3 separate regions of the Mus musculus genome follow, and regions 1 and 3 are each linked to region 2. The links are chromatin contacts, called in public Hi-C and HiChIP or PLAC-seq maps. All regions are on one chromosome and are shown on one strand. Each heading gives the region's core, a stretch centred on a gene start, on an enhancer-like site or on the middle of the called end of the contact. The rest is flanking DNA. Distances are from core to core; before and after follow the strand shown. Region 1 has its middle 37 kb from the start of Gm25623. Region 2 has its middle 15 kb from the start of Gm32955. Region 3 has its middle 21 kb from the start of Gm33286.

What was found. A called contact is a pair of places that touch in the nucleus more often than the background predicts. HiChIP or PLAC-seq counts read pairs in DNA pulled down with a chosen protein or histone mark.
Region 1: a Hi-C map of the N1E-115 cell line shows a contact between it and region 2, with 7 times the contacts expected there. The contact joins two enhancer-like sites. A contact is called at or near these places in 1 of 484 Hi-C or Micro-C datasets (the N1E-115 cell line) and 1 of 115 datasets of contacts at active chromatin or transcription factors (embryonic basal ganglia).
Region 3: a contact with region 2 is called in an H3K27ac HiChIP or PLAC-seq map of SST interneurons, with 6 times the contacts expected there. The contact joins two enhancer-like sites. A contact is called at or near these places in 3 of 115 datasets of contacts at active chromatin or transcription factors (SST interneurons, fibro-adipogenic progenitors and stem cell-derived neural progenitor cells).

The regions. Positions count from the first base shown.
Region 1 is chr4:34,121,886-34,124,585 of GRCm38.p6, forward strand. No RefSeq gene overlaps it. Among named protein-coding and RNA genes, the nearest start is that of Gm25623, 37 kb to the left of the region's middle. Within about 2 kb of position 1,281, at least 5 of the 459 cell types and tissues checked have an H3K27ac peak or open chromatin away from gene starts, as enhancers often do. A contact at or near this core is called in the N1E-115 cell line, where this site is marked.
Region 2 is chr4:33,586,034-33,588,733 of GRCm38.p6, forward strand. No RefSeq gene overlaps it. Among named protein-coding and RNA genes, the nearest start is that of Gm32955, 15 kb to the right of the region's middle. Within about 2 kb of position 1,333, at least 136 of the 459 cell types and tissues checked have an H3K27ac peak or open chromatin away from gene starts, as enhancers often do. A contact at or near this core is called in the N1E-115 cell line and SST interneurons, where this site is marked.
Region 3 is chr4:34,327,197-34,329,896 of GRCm38.p6, forward strand. No RefSeq gene overlaps it. Among named protein-coding and RNA genes, the nearest start is that of Gm33286, 21 kb to the left of the region's middle. Within about 2 kb of position 1,360, at least 10 of the 459 cell types and tissues checked have an H3K27ac peak or open chromatin away from gene starts, as enhancers often do. A contact at or near this core is called in SST interneurons, where this site is marked.

The sequences.
Region 1 (2,700 bases), core at 31-2,530, 540 kb after region 2:
AGGGGCTCTATTTCTTTTCTTTTTTTTTTTTTTTTTTTTTTCAGTATATGTGGCCGATGAAAATTTTCAGGTTTAAAAAAAAAATCAGAATTTTGGAAATTTTCTGTCCACCATCATGAAATTAGAAGATTTCCGTTGTTTAAATTCTTTCTTCATGTGATCAGTATTGATGCTTATATGAATTTTTTGCTAAAAGTGAGATCTGTAGAAGCCCAGCAAGACCATTTTCTGAATGGTCAATGTATGTATTTACATAATTCCATATGAGTCAAGACACATTCCAAGTACAACCTGGACACAGCCTTTATGGTAAAAGCTCACTGACACAATGGTTCATGCTTTGTCTTAAAGAGGTTCATGGTAGTCCCAAAGAAAAATACTTTTCAGTTATCTAAGACCACTAACATACACTTCTCTTCTGTGTGGGGACTCGTGCTTCGGACACTTTAAGAAGAACAGCACATGATAACACTCTGGTTCACACACGGGCATGAGGCCCTGTTATCTACTAATCAAAAGAATAATTGCCAAAAATATATATAATATAAAACCTCCATTCTCAGTATAAAGTTTTGGCTTTGGCCACCATGACATTTGATGACTTACTGCTAATGTAAAATGAATTAATATAAAATTAATATAAAATAAGTTGTTTCATATTTTAAATACTTCTAACATCACAAATATTTATACATGTACTTGTCATAAACCTCTGTGGGCTGTTGGTAAATTTTAAGGGTTTGAGTGGTGACTTAGTTTCTACTCCTCAACTTCTAAAATGTATTGGTGTCTGTTGGCCCAGAACATGGGTCACATACAGGGTCGGATGGCTCTAATAGGAGTATACATAAATACTTTAAATTTTATAAAAGTATGTATTTTTACATTTTGAAACAGGAGATTTTGTAATTTTTAATACACCTTATGGAATTGATATAGAAATAGTGTTTCACTTGTCACAATTCTACATCTTCTCCATACATTTATTTATGCTAAAAATAAATTTAATGGAAACTGTGAAAGACTATGAGAAACCCTGGCACCAAAATAAATTTTCAGAAGCAAGTACTGCATTGTCTTATTTTTCCAGCATTGGGCTTTTTCACCTAAAAAGTTATACACTATATTCTTCTTCCTTACATACACGCTGCTTCACAATCTGCAGTAACAGTTTGAAGATCTGTTTCACTCCGAGTTTTTGTAAGCATTTGCTAGTTACACAACTCGCAAGAGTGCTTGGAGAAACAGAAGACATTACTCACCCTTTACTGTTATCTCACCTTCTGGTATCAGCTATTTCAAGCTCTTGGGTTCGTTTAAGCTGGAAAACACCTCAAACTCACGCTGTGTCAGGCACTGACTAATTATTCCTCATCCCCTTTGCAACTCGATGGAAAATGACGGTGGATCCAGTGTTAAAACACAATTCAAGGAGGAGAGAGCAGAAGCCTGCATCTCAAGAGCTGGATGCCTCTCGGATACAGACCTAGTTTTGTATTAAGGTGCTAGAGAAGTCTCTTAGTGTCTCCAGGCCTAGCTTTCCTTATCCACAAAACAAAGAGCTAAACTAAATAACCTTCGAGTTCAAAGAGTTTGATTTCAGCAGCTTCTCAGATGCCCACCTCCATATCCCCTCTAAAGGGAAGAGAACATACGATCTCCCTAAGACAGCAGCCGGCCTCCACCTTCAGTCCAACCAAAGCCGTTCTTCTGCAGTGTCGCTTAAACTTTAATTAAAAGCCAGGCAGACGTGTTGAATGGGTGATAAGACATGGCTGCCTGAGCTCTAGGATCTATGGATTCTATTTCTGGCCCTGCTGCTTTCTCAAAACACACCATGTACCCTTTTGGAAACCTAGAGTTCCGGACAACATCATTAGTCTACCTCACAAGACTGTTGTGCGAAATAATTTGCAAAAACAGCACTGTAAAAGGAGATTGCAGAATGAAGCCTAAACATGCTGAGCTTTCATACCCTGTCCAACTAATAAGGCTGCTTTTAGTTGGAAAATCCTTAAGAATATAACTACTTAATCAATATGGCACCGGCAGTCTGACAAATTAGCATGGAGCCACAGGCCAGAAACCTGAAAAAAAAATTAAATTAGTGCTTAACAGAAATTGGACTACCAGCAAGATAGTTTCTGGAAATTTAAAATCCAATTCAGAAAGCTAGAACAGAGCTCTGTCTGTCTTCAAGGACAGGTGCATGTGATAGCCAGGTCTACTCTGACAGACACATCCCTTAATCATGAGTCAATGTGGGAAAGCTAACAGGAGTGTCATCAGAGTTTTACATCCATCTGCAAGACTAACTTGCTAAATAAGCTTCATAGTGGATTTGAAAAAAATACTTCTCAAATGAAAAGGCATTGCTGTTATTATTCTATTTAACATTTTACTGTGTCATTTAAAATGGGTACTTTAAGAACTATGGGCAGGGTAGATTGTTCTCACGATTGTGTCTCTTTTCTCTATTCCTATACAAGACATTACAGAGGTTGACAAAGAACATATAACTGCGGCATCCATGCAGGTCAGAGAGACAGCTGGAGCAGTCAAGTTCTGCTGGACCTCAACTGAGAACTCTAGCACTTTTTCTGATGGCTGGTATGTCTGTTTTGTTTGTTTCCTTTTTTCTCTCTTTCCTCTTTCCCCTATAGCCACAGTTGTCTTTGGTATACTTGGGATAGTTTTATT
Region 2 (2,700 bases), core at 83-2,582:
TGTTTGACCCCTAAAAGGGGTGTGGAGAACCACAGGTTGAGAATCACCAGTCTAGTGGGAAACTGAGCCCCATTTCTTTATACCATCCTGAGAACTGTGTTTTGATCGTCTCACATTCTCTCCCTAGTTTCTTGCCAGCTCATCCTCAAGACTGTAGACTGGTGTCTACAAGGATGTTACCCGTATCTATAGTCCTTATTAGAATGAGCTGGCCGGGCCTTTCTTCAGCTTGAAGTCACATTCAAAGTACAGCCTACCTCTCCAAGATAGTCAGTGTAGTGAACTGAAAAGGTGTGGAAGACAGATCGCAGTCCTAAACACAGACAATGTCAAGAAATTCTCTCCCTCCCCAGTCCCACCAACTCAGTCCCACCTCCTCTCCTCAGTGGTGGCTCACTCCTTTCTCCTTCACCAGCCATCCGCTGCCCTGCCCGAAGCAGACCTAGCCAGGCTCTCTGGTTCTCCTCACACAAAGCCCAGGCTAGAGGTCTCGGCTCTGAATATTTATGTCTTAATTCTGTGTCTCTTGGCTTGTATTCCTCCCTTCAGTGTTAGTTCTGCTTTGTGCAAATAGCTTCATTTCCATGACAGATGCCTTTGCAAGGAGAATGCTTAGATATGGAACCGGCAGCCTTAGAGAGCTGTACCAAGCTCACAGGACTCAATAAACAAGGGGTGACTGGGTTCACTGCCACAAAAAACAAAAAGCCTACAGCAGCCTGCAGGAGCCCTGAGTTCTTCCGCAAGCCTGTGGCAACAGCTCCCTCTGCCTGAAGAGCCCTTTGTCCTTTTGGTCTCTTGCTTTTCTTTTTCTTCCCCAGTTGTTCCTTTCCCTCACCAGCTGTGAACAACAGCTCCCGCAGACTCTGTCTGCTACAGAAATGGTCTGACTTCTGGTGTGAAGGAAATGAGAGATGAGGGGGAAGGACCTGTGTGGCAGGGGCCGTGAGTATAAACACATACTGGATCATACAGATATTGGGAAGGAAACCCCACACTCCCCTCCTGAAATGGAAAGTTAACCCTTGCAGCCAAAGCACGATGTGAAAATGAAGCTCTCCCAAGTCTGGCAGGGAGAGAGATCTAGAAATCATTCTTGGAACTTGCAGTGCGGCCCAGCGCTGCAGGCATCGAGGAGGGCAGAGGAGGGGGTGAAGATCCCCAATAAAATAAACCACGAGAGAGATTTTATGCGAAAAAGATAACTATAGCTGACAGGATCAATTTCTTGGTACAGGAGGGGTCAAACTACTTAGAAAGCATCTGTGAGGAGAGGTGGGATGGAAAGGCGGGTCACGTGCCGCTCCAGGCCCCTCCCAAGTCAGACTTGTACTGGCTGAGGTACTGCCCCTGAAGCGCACGTGGGAGGAGTCTTCTGATCTGAGCACAGCATCTGCCTGGTGATTCCTGCTGGTGATTGACTGATAATTAGACATACTTACTAAGCCATTTCAGGGAACTTAGGGAAAGAAAGTGATGTTGCAGGGATATCTGAAAGTGAAGAAGAGCAGTTCTGAAAAAGAGACAGAGTCTCATGCTACCTTCCCCCCATAATCCAACTCAAAGTTCAAATCTCCGGTGAGTCCCCCTGCCTGGCCACCCAGACTTCATCTGACATTCAGAGTCAATGGTCTGGGCTGGGCGAGTAGTGCTGGCATCTGCGGGTCACACGAGCTCTTAGGATTCTAAGGGGCAGTTATGATGAGAGCCCTGAGTCAGCCCTTCATAGTCCCTGGCTGAGTCATCTTGCTTTCAACGACACTTCTTCCTAAGCCAAGTGCCTGCAGATGGTGTGAAGCCCAGTCACACCGAGAGCTTAGTGACTTGATGATTGTCTCTAAATAAGGAGTGATGCAATCTCATTTCTATTTTAGGAAAATGACCGCGTAGGAAAAATGGCAGCGGGACTGAGGATGGAGAGCCCGAGGCTAGGGGAACCAGTTGGCCACTTGACCAGTGACAGCTATCAAGGCCGTGACTGACGGATAGGAGAGGCTGAAAACATGGCTCAGGCAAAACTGACAGTTCTGGCGACTGTGGCGGGGGCAAAGGCAAGAAGGGTTGAGCTTCAAGATGGGAAGTCAAAGTCAGGGACAAGACTAACCAAAATGAGGCCAGTGGAGCTGGAGAGGGAAGGACCCCATCTGCCTGAATGCCTGTTTCCTGTTCACATCCTGGGCCCCTAAGGGCAAGGCAGGTTAAACAGAGGATAATTGGTGTTTGCGGCTAGACTCAGGGCTGCTGGAGGGTGGGGCTCATCTTCTCCCGGCCTAGCACCTACAGCAGTCAGCACATGATTGACACGCAATGTCTCTTGAGTACAGAAATGAGTGGCAGACGAAACTGGAAACAGTCTCACTGGAAAACCTGAGTTTTTGGGGTCAGTCTATGACAAAGATGACTTCACATAGAAGCCAAGATCTCTATGAAAGCCAGTATGGTTTCTTTCTATATGTGGGGAAAGAGGAGCTATGCCAAGAGCCTGCGATGCCATTGGGTCTCTATCAATGTCACAGTCTCCTTGGCGTGGAGGAGGGAGATGGGGAGGACCTGCAAGAGGGTCTGGTTAGCAGAACTTAGACAAAGGGGGAACGTACCACTCAGCTCTACCACATAGGAAGGGAAATGCAATCCTCGTCTCTCCCAGGCTCCTTCAGCTTACGGTTCCATATAAAACAGTGACCAGCAATTGGGCTTTGT
Region 3 (2,700 bases), core at 110-2,609, 740 kb after region 2:
AACAGGGCACTACAAGTTTAAAAAAAAAAAAAAAAAGATTGTCTGGTAAGAAGATGAAATTACAAGGTTGAAAATCAACCTCATCCCTCAAGCCCCAAACAAACTGCCATCAGAGAATTATTTCCTTAAGAAAGAATAGTTGAATGAATTAGCCGGGTTGCTCAAGTTCCCTAGTGTCATTTCCCTGCAGTTCTTTGCATATGTCAAGTAGAAGGATTTAGGCTTTAGTTAGGAGAGGCGGGGCAGTGACTGTGGCTTAAGGGTGCTTTGCTTGTGTAAATACCAATTTAGTATTCAGCACCAAGACTAGCAAAGAGCTTTATGAGAAAACATGCAGACACAACTCTAATTATAATATAGATGAAGACCTAGGAAATCCCCTCGTATATTTTTACATATGTTAAGTGTGAACGTGGAATGTTTCAAAAATGGGCATCCCACACCTGTATCTTGAAGACTGGCTCTGCGTCAAGTTTTCGGGAGTGATTATTTAACTTGCTGATAGCTAGCTACTTAACTGGCTATAAATGTCAACAGCAAACTTATAAATGATCTCTATTGCAAAGCCATGGAGCTTTAAAAGAGTCTAGAGAGGCCTGCTACCTCAAGCAGGCAGACAAAAGTTTAGATTCTAGGCTCAAGCAACCATTCCGGGAAGATCTCCACACCCATTTAACCTGTGAATAGAGATTCTTCTGTTGAAGTCTCTTCATTTGAGATTAAATTATCTCTGTGTTTTGGAGAGACAGAAAATACATTGAAATTTAACGGGGAAGAGCCAAGCTCTCCAAATGTGTCATACTGACCACACCCTTCTGTAAATGTCAAGTGGTAGATATTGAGCATTCTGATTAACAATCTCCCCAAGAGCAAGGAAATGGGCCGTGGTGTCCAGGGTCCTGCTGACAGAGGGTGAGGACAGGGGACAGAGGCTGGGGCCCCCCCGCTAAGATGATTAGGGACCGTGAGACGCAAGCGCTCCCAGAGCAGCTGGAAAGCAATTACTGAGGCTGAAAAGCATGAGAATTTGGAATATTGTTTACAAAAATCAAAGAAAAAAACACCCCCGGCGCACGAGTCTTTTCAAATCAACATGTTTTGTTTCTGTTCTGAAACCACATCGCTCAGAACCTCAAGACCAGCGCGCCAAACTCAATCCACAGACACACTCACGCAGCTGTACACAATGTGCAGACAAGGAAATTGGCTCCACTTTTTCCCCCATGAGGAAAAAAAAAAGCAAAAGAACTGAAATGCCCGCCAATAAGAAGCTAGTTAAAGTGTTATTTGTTCACTACAGCAAACTACTGGGCGATGATGAGAGAGAGCGGGTAGCTATACTGATAAAACAAGCCCAGGACCACACACTGTACCTTCCACGAGAAGAAATGGCTCCCCTTTCAGGCAGACTCAGGAGCCACCTGAGAACATGGCTTACCAAATTTCAGCTCTCAGCCTGCGCCCCCTTGGCCAAGTGCCTTGCTCAAAGGCAAGATTTTTACGAGAGAACGGGAGGTGGGTGTGCTTTAATACGATATGCGCTTTTCAAAGAGCATACACACAACAGCTGAATATATAATTTTGTGCATAAAGTATTTCAGGAAAAAAAAATGCCCAAGAAACTGTTAATAAGGTTGCCTCTAGAGAGAAGAGGCTGCAGGAAAGAAAATGAGTTTTTACTGCATTCTTTTTTATGTTTTTGCTTTCTAATTTATTTGTTCAGAAACTGGGTCTCACACAGCCCAAGGTGGCCTCAAATACCTTGGAGTCCAAAGATGCCAGTGAATTTCTGATCTTCTTGCCTCTCCCACACCTGGGTCTTCAGCTTATATTTAAACATGTGCACCATAACTCCCTCCATAGAAAAGTGGTGCGTGATTCTTTCCTTTGTTCTCACCATGCTTGGAGCCTCTTGAGACAAAGGCTATGGCTCCTGCTCTATGCAGCCTGTCTTCTGACTCCCCCACACCTCCCAGTGGCAGACATGGGGTGTCCTGGCCCTTTTCTGCCCTACACTTTAGCTGAATAAAGTGCAGGTTTCTGAACTGGGTCGTGCTTTGCTGTTATAAGTTTCTCAGGAATAACGACAGCCCTCCAAATTCTATTCATTAGGCTCTCATTGTAGCAGTACTCACTCTGATCAAGTCAATCATGAGGTCTTTTTAATCTTTGCCAGCCATAACGGGGAGATCATGGAGTGTAACACTGTAGTGGCTGATAACCCTTGCAACGGTCAGTTCTAGGCACAGATTGCACTGTCTGGGATGTTGTGTATCTGGGAACAGGAAAGATCAATAAAACCTTTGGTGCCAAAGCCCCTACCAAGAACTTCATCTGCAACTGCACGTCCTCTCAGAACAACACCATGCTAACTCTATTCATGCTCTAAACTCTAGTAGCAGTCCGGCACCAGGACAACTCTATAAGCACGCTTATATGCCCAGTGTCTACTTTACACACCGGTCCAGTAGAGATTTCCATACTCTTCCAGTAGAGATTTGCTGCTGTAACTTCTGTCGTACAACATGGAGTTATCTGGAAACATGAGGCTGAATTCATTACAATGGTAAGTAACAATTCACCTATTATCTGAGTAATTAATATATATTCACTGTATATCAGCTCACCTAGAAAATCACAATGGCTTCGATACATCTGCTGTAGTTGAGCCTCAAAGTATAGGACACTGCTTTGTTTGCT